Linked DNA regions of Capsicum annuum: region 2 is linked to region 1. The links are chromatin contacts, called in public Hi-C maps. All regions are on one chromosome and are shown on one strand. The core of a region is the stretch at or near the end of the contact, and the rest is flanking DNA. Distances in the headings are between cores, read along the strand shown. Region 1 has its middle 13 kb from the start of LOC107840541. Region 2 holds the start of LOC107840542.

Region 1 (5,657 bases), core at 553-3,052:
TTGAAAAAAAAAAAAAAAGAGGGGCGGCAACAAGTAGCAGGAAACTATCTGGAGTCCTATTGAATATAGAAGTTGATATCAATTGAAGGACTCCATGAGGTGGGTGCTTAAATACAAGAAACGAATTCAAAAGCACTGGACTCAAGCACTGAAAAGCATATCAACAATCAGCATATCAGTTCTCATACTCGAAGAAGAACCTGATCTCTTACTTAGCAAGTTGTAGAATTTGTGTAGTGAGTAGGTTTTTTGAGTTGTAATTAGTCAATGTTCTAGTCTCAGTGATCTATAAAATGAGTTAAGAATTGTGTCTTCAAGTTTGGGAACTCGAAGACTTGGGAACACTTATCTTGGGAAGATTTGTGTTTTTGTAGTGATAGGAGTTAGAAGTTTTAATTCCTAGTTAATAAGAAGTCTTGTAATTCTGTTGATTGTTGAGGCTCAAGTATTATAGTGAAGTTGGGTTAAATCCTGTAGAGGTACAGGTCGTGATTTTTTACACCTTTCTTGAGCCGGGTGTTTTCCACGTAAAAACACTATGTTTAGTATTTAATTCTGTGAACCACGTTTACTTACTTGTTCCACAAATAGGCAATTAGTAGGACTCATAATTTAACATAAATATATGTGTATATGTAATGAACTCAAATTCAATTACAATTTCAGAAAGTAAATGTAACAAGTCAAAAGGCAAAATCCCAAATGGAAATGTAGAAATATTGAAAAATCAGTACTAGACTCAGATAAAGCAGGATGAAAGATACAAACTTTGCATTAGCATGACCATATTACATACAATCCTTTTGTTTCAATACTTAGCCTTATTGAAGCTACTGTCATTTGGGCCAAGATAATCCCACACCAAGGCCTTTTAGTCCTCCTACTTTTTGGCCCAACAGTTTCTTCTGTGACATCCGTATTTAAGTTGTGCAGAGACAAATTCATAATACAACCAAGGCGGAGCCGTCAGGATATCAAATAAGGGGTTCAATAATCAAAGAAAATTAAATCGAAGGAGGTTCAACACCTATTATAACCACATAAAAAATAATTTTAATCATGCATAATTAGTATATTTTTCCATCGGTCCGAACCCCCTAAAGAGGGCCGGCTCCGCCTCCGAATACAACATAACATGAAATGTGCAATACATATGGAGTAAACGTATTGACGTTAATACCATATATAAGAACATGGACCTTAAGCCTAACTTGTATAGACCTATAACGTATATTGACGTTGATACCATATATAAGAACATAAACCTTAGGCCTAACTTGTATAGGCTTGGGCCATATCAAATAACCTGGCAACATAAGTACCGATATTGATGTGGAATTAACTGAGACAATATTACTACCAGCATTGATCGGTCTCCCAGTTCGATGATGCCACTGACACTACTGGCTGCCGGAAATATTGGTGATCATAATAAGCCCTCTTGATAGGATCAGACAAGGTAACATAAGCTGCATGAATCTTCATGAACTCAGTAGCTGATGTTTCTTTTTTAGGTAAGGACACAACATCTGGATGACATGTTCTTGCTATTTTCCTGTAGGCTGCTTTGATCTCTAACGTTGTTGCATTAACTGGAATTCCTAACATCTCATACAGTGACGACATTATACTCATGATTTTCAGAAGAAATTGGAACTAGCTAGCAGTGTTTGAAACTTTAATTTGGATCAAGTTTTATTATAATTTGTGGTGTTAAAAAGCTGATAGAAGGTAAAAACAAGCGGGCCAATGCTGACTAAGAAAGCTGTACAATTTGGATAAGCTTAAATCCAAAAAAGTAAAAAGTACGGGACATGTGGTCCACTAAATTGTGAGACAAGACTCTCAAATTTGTGTGTTGCGTCACTACTAGAAACAAAAATTCTTTTCGGGTGTGTTTGGTACGATGGAAAGTATTTTCGATGAAAAATAAGTTGATTTTTTACTTATTTTTTTATTTTTGGTTGGTAAATGAAAAATATTTTTTAAAAAATATTTTATGGTATTTGGTTGATGAGTAGAAACTATTTTTTAGAAAAATATTTTCTAGTGTTTGATTGGTGAGTGAAAAAATATTTTTTTATAAAATACCATTAACTGTTAATTAGTATATCTAGAAGTGCATAACAAATAATATCAATATCGAATATTAAAATATTACAATCACTAAATTTAAGCAACTATTAATTAACAAATATAAGAGACACTTTTCAATAATTTGTCAGGATAATTTCAAGATATTACAATTAATAAAAATATAATGAAACGACAAGCTTATTAAACCTCGTGAAATAGTTACTCCCTCCGTCCCATTTTACTAGTCCTAAATTGGGATGGCACAGTTGTTAAAAACATAATAAATAACATGGTTAGTTTACCATAGTATTCTTATTAAATGATATTTACATTTTAATTTAAAGAAAAGGTAATTAATGAAAAGGGTAAAATCTGAAAAAAAAAATTGTCTTGTCTTGATAAGTAAAAAAAGACAAGTAAAATAGGACACCAGATTAGAAAATTTGGGACGGATAAAATATGACGGAGGGAGTACATCGATGACAAAATAAAATATACAATTAACAAAAGTAACATAGGTAAATCTTCCTCTATGCATATGAAAATAACAATTCATTCAACGAATATTAGAAATGGAAAAAATTCGGGTTTCACTATTTTTTATTTCAAGCAGTGAAAAATTTAAGCAAAGCACAGTAAAAAGTATTTTCGAATAATGTAAATTTTTGAGAATGTGAATTTTTTTTAGTCATATGAATATGAGCGTTGTTAGGGTAGGAAAGAGGGGTGGGGATGGGATCATAAGTCACATTTGTCATTTTCAATGACTTCCTTTGGCCCAAGAGGAAAATCATTTTCCCTCAAATTGAGGAAAATGAATTGTTGTGAAAAATATTTTCCAAACATTTTATTGCAATCAAACAGGAAAAAATAAGAAAATATTTTTCAAAAAATATTTTTCTATCATACCAAACACTCCCTTCATCATCACTTATAAAATAGAGTATTAATTTTCTTATTTTCATCAAATCAGCTTAACGGAAAAATTTATGATGAAAAATAAAAATCTTTCTAATTTTTTCGTGTTAAAATAATTACGTACAATTTTTTCTTTTCTGAGAAGCGAGTATGTATAGAAGTAGCTCCTGAACATTTTTTATTGAAAAATTTAAATGAGCGTAACAGTAACCAATTAGTAGTGTGTGAAACGCATGAAGATCTAAAATAATCGTTATATTATCAACGGTCAAACTTGACAGGCGCAATGTGTATTGACACAAAAGGAGATGCCTATAGATGAACAAACTTGAAATGCAGTCCCACCATTTTGAAATAAGTGAATTATTGAGGTATTTATTGGTATTTTAAAATAAGTGAATCATTGAATTTTTTTTAAATTTATCCTTATGATTTGACAATCAATTAACTTTTAAAAAGGTATTACAAGGTCAGTTTTTTCTTTTTTGGAGGTAAAAATGGAAAGTTGTGTTAAATTTATGTCTTTAATGTTTTTTTCTTAATCTGTGTGTCAAAATCTAATAATTCATTTATTATGAAACAGAGAGAGTATCTTTTAGGATCAGTACTAATCTTTTGTGTTTAGATAGTTAAAGTAATTTGTTAGTCCATTGATTTAATTAGATAGCTTTGATTAAAACAATTCTGCTAATACAAGTTAGTATTAGTGTTTTAAAAGGCAGTCTGAGGCGAGTCTTGGGGTGAGCTTCGGAGCAAGGCATAGCAAAAAATGCATCAAAGCATTTTAGGTATGCGAAAGTATCGAAATACGTACGCCCCAAAATTTGAGGCGTTTGCCTAAGCGTTGGGGTGTTCGCCTAAGCGTGAGGAGTAAGCCCAGAAAACTGCACAAAATAAAATGATTTTTTCCTATTAATAAGTATCTAATTTAAACTTCATATTAAAATATATGATTGATAAATACTCAAATCAAAAATAAAAAAAAGCTTAAAAATCACACTTTCAAACTGTATTTGCCAATGGATGTCAACGGTACCGTTACTTAAGAAGCTATTGGGCACACACTTTCTTCTTCCTAGTTCCTTTCTTTTCTTTTAGATTTTTGCAAGTCGTACAGTGACTAGTTTTCAAGATATTTACTTTTTGTGCTCTCTTTAAAATACAATTTATGGTAAATGAGTGTGTTAATATATTGATCGAGTAGCGAGAAGGTGGTGTTGATTAATGATGTACTGTTTTTTTATATCAAATTGTGTTTTTTAGAACATAATAGGTTATTATATGAGAAGGTGACTTTATATATTAGTTGTATTATGTGACTTCTTTTTTTTTTTTTTGCGATAATAGTTTTAGATGCATTTTCACTTATTTCTTTTTATAATTTTGATATAAATTTACCTTTTTGGGTGATTTACCTCTTTTCAAAATATTTATTTCTAATAATATTAATTTATAAAATATTAAAAATTAAAAAATTCATGGAGCTTACGCCTCATCGCCTTGGGACTTACGCTTCGCCTTTAAAAACGCTAGTTAAAATGTATCTTCGGATTTTAAAAAAATCTATTGATACATATATAAATTTATTTAGTTAATCATACATATTTATTTTTTTAATTGTGATTCATATGAATGATAAATATGATATCATTATATGGGTATTATGGTGATTCATACGATAGATACATTTTGTATGATTTTAATGGGCGATACATATGATATTAATGGGTGATACATATTGTATTATGTTAATTCATATAGTAGATACAATTATTGAGTGATTCATATGATATCAATAGGTGATATATATGGTATTATGGTCATTCATACGGTAGGTACAATTATTTATTTCAATTATTGGGTGATTCACATGGTAGATACAATTATTTATTTCAATTATTGGTGATTCATATGATATTAATGGGTGATATATATGGTAGTATGGTGATTCATATGGTAGATACAATTATTTATTTCAATTATTGGGTGATTCACATGTTATTAATGAAAGTAATGGTGTCGTCAGTGTAGGAAACAAAAGTAATAATATTTTTAAAAAAAGGACTAAAAGCAGAATTAAAATATAATTAAAATTAAATCTAAAAAAAAGACTAAAATTAAAGACGAAAAAAGAAAAAAAAGATCAAAAAATACATATCTTTCATAATTAAAGACGAAAAAAGAGAAATATAATTAAAACACCTAAATTAAATCTAAAAATAATAAATAGATATCTTTCCTTAAATAAAAGAATACAATGAATAAAAGAGAATCTATTATTTCCTTAAATAAATATCTTGCTAGTTTCAAATGTATCACTTTTTTATATGTATCACCATATAATATATGTATCACCATTTTAAAAAATCGGGATAAAATGTAATTTAACAAAATAGTCGGGATTTTATGTAATATCACTTAAAGATTCAGGGATTTATGTAAGTTATATGTATACGTAGATATTGAAGCGCCCGTTCTAGCACGAGCCCAATATATGTTATTTTTTTAATCTCAATTTATGTGAAACAAATATAATTTAGCTAATTAATTATTAAAATAATTTTATTTTTTAATTATTGTGATTTATAATACTATTTCTTCTATTTCAATTTAAGTGACACTGATATAATTTCAAAAGTTAACTTATGTGGCAGTAATATAAC
Region 2 (6,297 bases), core at 2,273-4,772, 35 kb before region 1:
CATCAACTTTGGTCCAAGATAAAGTGGGCCTCGAATTTTAACCTAAACCATGATTAAACTAATCAAGGCAAATGCAAAAGCATGCTGCATCTTGCAAAGATTATGCTCCATTCACTGCTGTTGAAAAGAGAAGGAACCATAGAATTTGAAAGATATGCTTCTACTTTAACCAAAACTAGATGGGATTGGACACTTGGCCCATGCTAACAACCACCACCATAAGGTCCACAACAACTCCTCAATCCTAGGTTAGGGTCGGCAATATGTGTAATCTCATGAATGTCTGATGCAACACATTTCTAGGTGAGCTGTATTATGTGGATAGATCATAAATTGATTGGCTTTCAAGGTGCTTGGTTTGACTTATTTTTAGGCGTGCACTTTTAAACTTTTTTGAGGTGGTGTTGCTAACAATTTTGACTTTTAGCTTTTATCCTCTAAGCCACTTCAAAAAAGCTAATCCAAACAACTCTTTATGTTGTTCATCACCCTACCACAACTCTCATCTTTCTCTCTGTCCTCGGGACAAACTCACATAGAGACATGTTGCTGACTTGAACATGTCAGTCAATGTACAATGAAGCTAATCTTGTATACACTCCAATGACAACAACATATAGCCTGTTTAATCTGAGAAATGAGGTCTAGGAAGGGTAAAGTGTACGTATAAAACTAGAAAGAAGTTCAAAGAAGGAATACTTGCAGTACCTAAATTTTGGACGTACTGAGGAAGTATTATACAAGTTGATAGGTTCACAGCCGTGAGCCTCTGGACTGATAAAGTTCCATGCTTTCTCTGCCTTTGTTCACTAGTTCTTCAACTATAGGATCTTGCATTAGGTGTGCCTGCTTTGTAGACCACTCCAAAACTATATGTGCATTGTCATCAGCTAATGCCTCACTATCAGGCACATGCATTGCTATGTAACTCAAGAGAATCAAACAAGGAACCTGAACCATTTGTTCACCAAAGTAAACATGTGGTACTAGGTGCTTGGTGCCTCCTGCCTGAATTATGGCCTTGCAGTGATCGACTCTGAGGAAATTATCAGAGGAAGCAAATTTGTTGAGTGCAATTGCAGCTTCCCTAGTTACATCTGGTTCCCTATCATCTAACCGAGCCACCAATGGACGAATCATTCTTGTTTCTGTTGCTCGAAAGGTCCTGGCTAGATGTCCTATAGATTTGATGCTTGGACAGAGCAATTCTGAATCTCCCTGGTTGATAATTCTCAAGAATTGATCAACCACGGCTTTGGCAGCAGGTGCAGTGGGCTTGAAAGCAGAACGTCTCAAGTCAGAATTTTGCTCAGCAACGCCTGTGTATAAGTGTGTCAATGAGCAAGTTGAGCTAAAGCCACATGTGCTAAAATGGATAGAATCAATAATATATGGTTGGCTTTTAACTCAGTCTAAAATTTGTTTGGGTCTGGAGAACAGGTCAAATTGTGTTAAATAGCGGCTCATAATTCAGCCAGCCTTCCTTCATTGTTTGATCAAGACTATTAAATCAAACAACCCTCAATTTTTTTTAATATATACTTTGATGATTGCACAAGCAGCCCAAATAGCTTTCGAACGGGCTAGCTTTGGTTATGCCTAATCAACTCATCAATCAGGAGGGCTATAATTTTATGAGCTAAACATGACACATTTACCTGTGATTTCCATGAGCGCCATGGCTGAATGATATTGTACTTCTTCAGGGCCTTTCTCTAGCAAGACAGCAAAGCATAAAAGAGCTCGGGATTCTGTAATATTGCTACAAATGCTAACATTTCCTGCAGAAAGATGTCTAAGTGCTCTGGCAGCCATTGCTTTCATATCAGCTTTTGTCGCAGGATCTTCAAATTCTCTCCCTTTAATGCTAGTCCCTGTCAATCCAACATGGTGATTCTTCTGCTGATTCGGGTTTTGTCGATGTTGCTGCTGATTTTGACCCGCAATAGGATTGTTAGCCTGATTCTGTACCTGGGATTTCATTGCCATGGCACTTTCAACCAAATTATGCATTTGGTTGGCTGGTTGTTTATCTACAGGGTGAGGAATTTTACTATGAGTTCTATTGTCATTATCATCAACCTTACCTCCATAATCACTGATTTTGCTAGTACTAGAAGTATTAGATTGGGCCATCGCAGCAGCTGTGTGTATCAACATGTTCTGTTGTTTTTTAGCAATAGCATACTTACTGTGTTCTTGAATTGTCTCAAAAGCAAGATGACTAACCAATAACCTAATAGTATTTGCTTGAGCAAAATGATCTTGACATTTGTGGTGATTAGCAGCCAGTTCTGAAATTGCCCAAGCCACTACAACCTGAATTTTCATATGCCCATCTTTTAGAATCTTGGCAAACACAGAGCAAACACCTGCATTCACAATTTGTTCAACGCTTTCAGGGTCTCGACCAAGAAGGCCAATAGCCCTCGCCGCGTTTTCCTGACCCTCCTTTCGTCCTTCTTTGGCCAATTTCAACAACGGTGCAACCCCGCCTTCTTCTATAATCAACTTCCCATATCGCTCATTGTCCCGAGCCAACGACACAAGCGAGGCCGCCGCATCAGAACGTTCCTCCAACGACCCTGTACACAAAATCGCAATCTGTTCCCATATCAGACACAATATCGGTTCATTAGCTGCAATAGGAGGTAGCCCGAGATACTCATCATCACGGTCATCCGCTGGAGTCGACACACGTAACAACCATTGAACATCACCACATGAATTCTCAAGCTGCTGTGCCGTTTTCTTCAATGCAGCAGTAGGGATGATGGTGAAAACACGACTCAATCCCCTGGCACAACATTTGATTACGAGGGTGAGTGCCTTGTCCAAAACCTGTTCCGTGTCATCGATGATTCGACGCGTTGGACGCTCGTACAAGTCATTACTCGCGCGTGCTGCCTGTCTTAGGAGCGCGGCAAGCTTCTCTGTTTTGGCTTTGATCTCCATACAATCAGCCTTGAAATTACATACCTCGTCAGCCGCTTTTGTTGCCTGGTCTGCCAATTGTATTGGCCGTGCTAGAATTTGTTTCACTATGTCCGCCATCGTAATAGCGGACTGCTAATCTCTTCTTCCTTAAACACCGCAAAATAAAAGTCTTGGAAGATCAAACAAAATACAAGGGAATTCACGTTAAAATTTTGTATCAAAACTAAAACGAAAACAAGAAAGGACACAAATAAAAAAACAATAAATTTGCAATCTTTTTATTTTCTATGGGGGGTTTAGAAAAATGATGAAACTGGCCATAAACGGAGGGCAGGAGGAGGAGGAGGGCGGTGGCGATAGGAGTGACGGCGGGGTGTGTGGATGATTCAGTATAAGTTTGGGTATGGTCAAGCGCAAATGTCTCTATAGGTTTCCATGAAAATGGAAAACCAAAAAACTCATGGCCGTTACAACCTTATTTATAGGAAATAATGTATGTAGTAGCCGAAGAAATTGAATCACTATGATAAAAGCCATTTTGGCCATTCATAGCTCCCCATTGGATATCTTACAATGTCCAATTTTCAGTTAAGTGAATGCGAATGTCAAAAGTTGGCTAGCAAGTAACGTAAAGGACCAATTATTGCCACTGTTACCGGAGGAAAAACAAATATTTCTACTACTACATTTTATTTTATAATCATATATTATTGAGGTCGGACTAATTCATACTCGAAGTACTTAAATTTCACTAAACTCATCCGGTGCATCGCCTACTAGGATTTTCTTTTTTACTTTTTCCACCATATCCTTGCTTTTCTATCAATTTCTAATTTTAACCTTCCTTCCAAATATGAAATCATGATGCCGGTATAGATAGATTATGGTCCAATTCCAATCGATAATTGGTACCAAAGCTTTCAATAGTTGATTGATAGACTTCTATATATTCAATTGTAAAGTTCCCATTACTATTAAAAAAAATTGATAATCATGTGTTGTTCAAACTTCATTAGTCTAGACTCACACATTGCGTAAGAACAAGAACTTCCAATCAAAATATTTTCATTTTTAATAACATTAATTAAAGGGGAAGTATCTCATCATTTTTACAAATTGTCTTCCATAAGCAATTTGTTGCTTATAAATATGGTGTTTCTTTTTAATGTAAATAAAGGTTGTAACTTGTATAAACTTATTGATTGTATTGTTTTTCAATCTAATAGAAATTTCTAACAAACACAGGATCTTACTTATTCCCAAATTGGTATTGCCAACTTTACTACTCCCTCTCTATGTGACAAAGAATGACATACTTTTTTTTTAGTCCGTTTAAAAAAAAACGATCTCTTTCCCTTTTTGGCAGTACTTTAATTTCAACTTTCTACATGGCATGTTTAGGACCTCAAGATTAAAGGACATTTTGGTACATTTGATACAACTTTAATTTAAGGCTACAAGATTTAAAAGTCTTCTTTATTTTCTTAAACTTTGTGCCAAGTCAAAATAGATCATTCTTTTTTAAACGGAGGGAGTATAAATCTTTCTGTCACGTTATTTTAAGTATACTAACAAAAACTAGAACGCAACCCAAAAACATGGATTAATAATTAATCTTGCTTAGAAATTCAATAATAAGTTAGTCGATAGTGAATTTTATTAAAATGCTTGAGTAATAATACTCTACTTTAATACTATCAAAATTCTTCATAGGCAGAAGCCCACCCTTTAATTTTAAGATGATATTCCTCAACCCATATTTTGGGACCATGTCGATTATATATGCCCTCTCAATAAACATTGAATTATTTACTATAATTAATAAGTATTCTTAATAGATACGTAAGATAGGATTAGAAATACCTGTGCTGACTAATCCCACAAGCACTGCGAAATATACACTTGAATTATTCAGCTACTAGGTCTGTTGTCCACACTAGTTTTACGTGGTACCTCTTAAATTTTTGGAGTTTATATTAAAAAGAGTTTTTCTTTGAACACAATTTTTTGTAAGCTGTCAAATATTTTGAATTGCCAATATAATGACTACTAGCTTTTTTTATACAGTTGAAAACTATGTAAAATTGGTTTTTTAAAGCACTTAAGATTCCATGTACGAAGTTAGAAGCTTATAAATTTAACTCTAGAGGTTCAATTGTGTCACATAAACTGAGACAAAGATATGTAGTATACTGAAAGTGATCGTATTTCATACCATAAGTACACATGGGTAAGGTATGCTATAAACTCTCAGCTCAGTAAAGGTAAGTTATATATTCTACCCTCTTTAGTCCCAATTAAAGTTATGCTACATCTTATAAACGGTTCAAAATGAACTCTAATTTGAAGAGCATTCTTTTTGGAAAAGGAAAAAAACGTGTAGCAAAAGCATGTACTGTGTTACCAGAAAGCTACAACGTAACACAGTACCATATATGGTGTGATGTTTAAAAAAAAAATATTCAGGCATGTTGCTTTATGATGTGAACGTACCTTGGTGAAAAAGAAATTACATGCAACAGAAAAGAAAAAAGCTATTCTACTATAGTTTGTAACACCAACTACAAGGACATTCATTATGATTTATGATTACTGTACTTATAATATGTGAGCACTCATTATTAGTGCAATGATGGAAATAGCTAAGGGTTTCTTTTAGGTGTATCAATTTTCAGGACATATCACATGAGTAGCTACACTGTCCAAATATTTATGTGCAATTCGAAAATGAGACATCGAAAGTTTATATGGATTTGGTATTTTGTTCCATTGTCATTGTCAATACCACCCTACTTCTGGTTTTCTTTGTTTCATGAAGGATTTTATATACTTTAAAGTTCAACAAATTTATGAAATGTTTATAGCAGAGATGCGATGTTAATATATGGATGTATGGTCGTACAAGATTAGATAACATCAAAAATGACAACATTCGTTAGAAAGTTCAAGTAGCATGATGAGCTTTAAATCATGAGTTTTGTTTCTTAGTATGAAGATGATACGTTTTAAGATGGAGAAGTCATGATTCATATAGCTGATTTAAATTTATTTGGAACTGAGGCAATAGATATTGTTATTTATATTCACTAATATATAGTGCAAGAAAATAAAATTAACCAATCAATGTTTTTTAGCCGATTGTAGAAAAGTTATTTGTAATATTTTTTGATTACTATTTTCTGTTACCTATTATACTATATATATTAAATAATTTTTAACCTGTTTACCGTATAATTTTACTGTTGGAACGTTTTGATTAATGACAATATGAATGAAACAAGTTGATATACGTGTTCCACTGATCCGACAAGTTCAAGAGTGTAGTCTACGGTATAAATAATTAAAAATCAGAATGAGTTA

What was found. A called contact is a pair of places that touch in the nucleus more often than the background predicts.
Region 2: a Hi-C map of leaf shows a contact between it and region 1, with 2.0 times the contacts expected there. The contact joins the promoter of LOC107840542 here to the enhancer-like site in region 1. A contact is called at or near these places in 2 of 5 Hi-C or Micro-C datasets (leaf and placenta).

What each region holds. Positions count from the first base shown.
Region 1 is chr8:171,556,381-171,562,037 of UCD10Xv1.1, reverse strand. No RefSeq gene overlaps it. Among protein-coding and RNA genes, the nearest start is that of LOC107840541, 13 kb to the right of the region's middle. Within about 2 kb of position 1,802, at least 4 of the 5 cell types and tissues checked have an H3K27ac peak or open chromatin away from gene starts, as enhancers often do. A contact at or near this core is called in leaf, where this site is marked.
Region 2 is chr8:171,592,686-171,598,982 of UCD10Xv1.1, reverse strand. It overlaps LOC107840542, which reads right to left and starts at 3,522. Exons shown (of 3, transcript XM_016684439.2): 1 at 1,659-3,522; 2 at 709-1,319. The coding sequence starts at 3,054. The coding sequence ends at 754.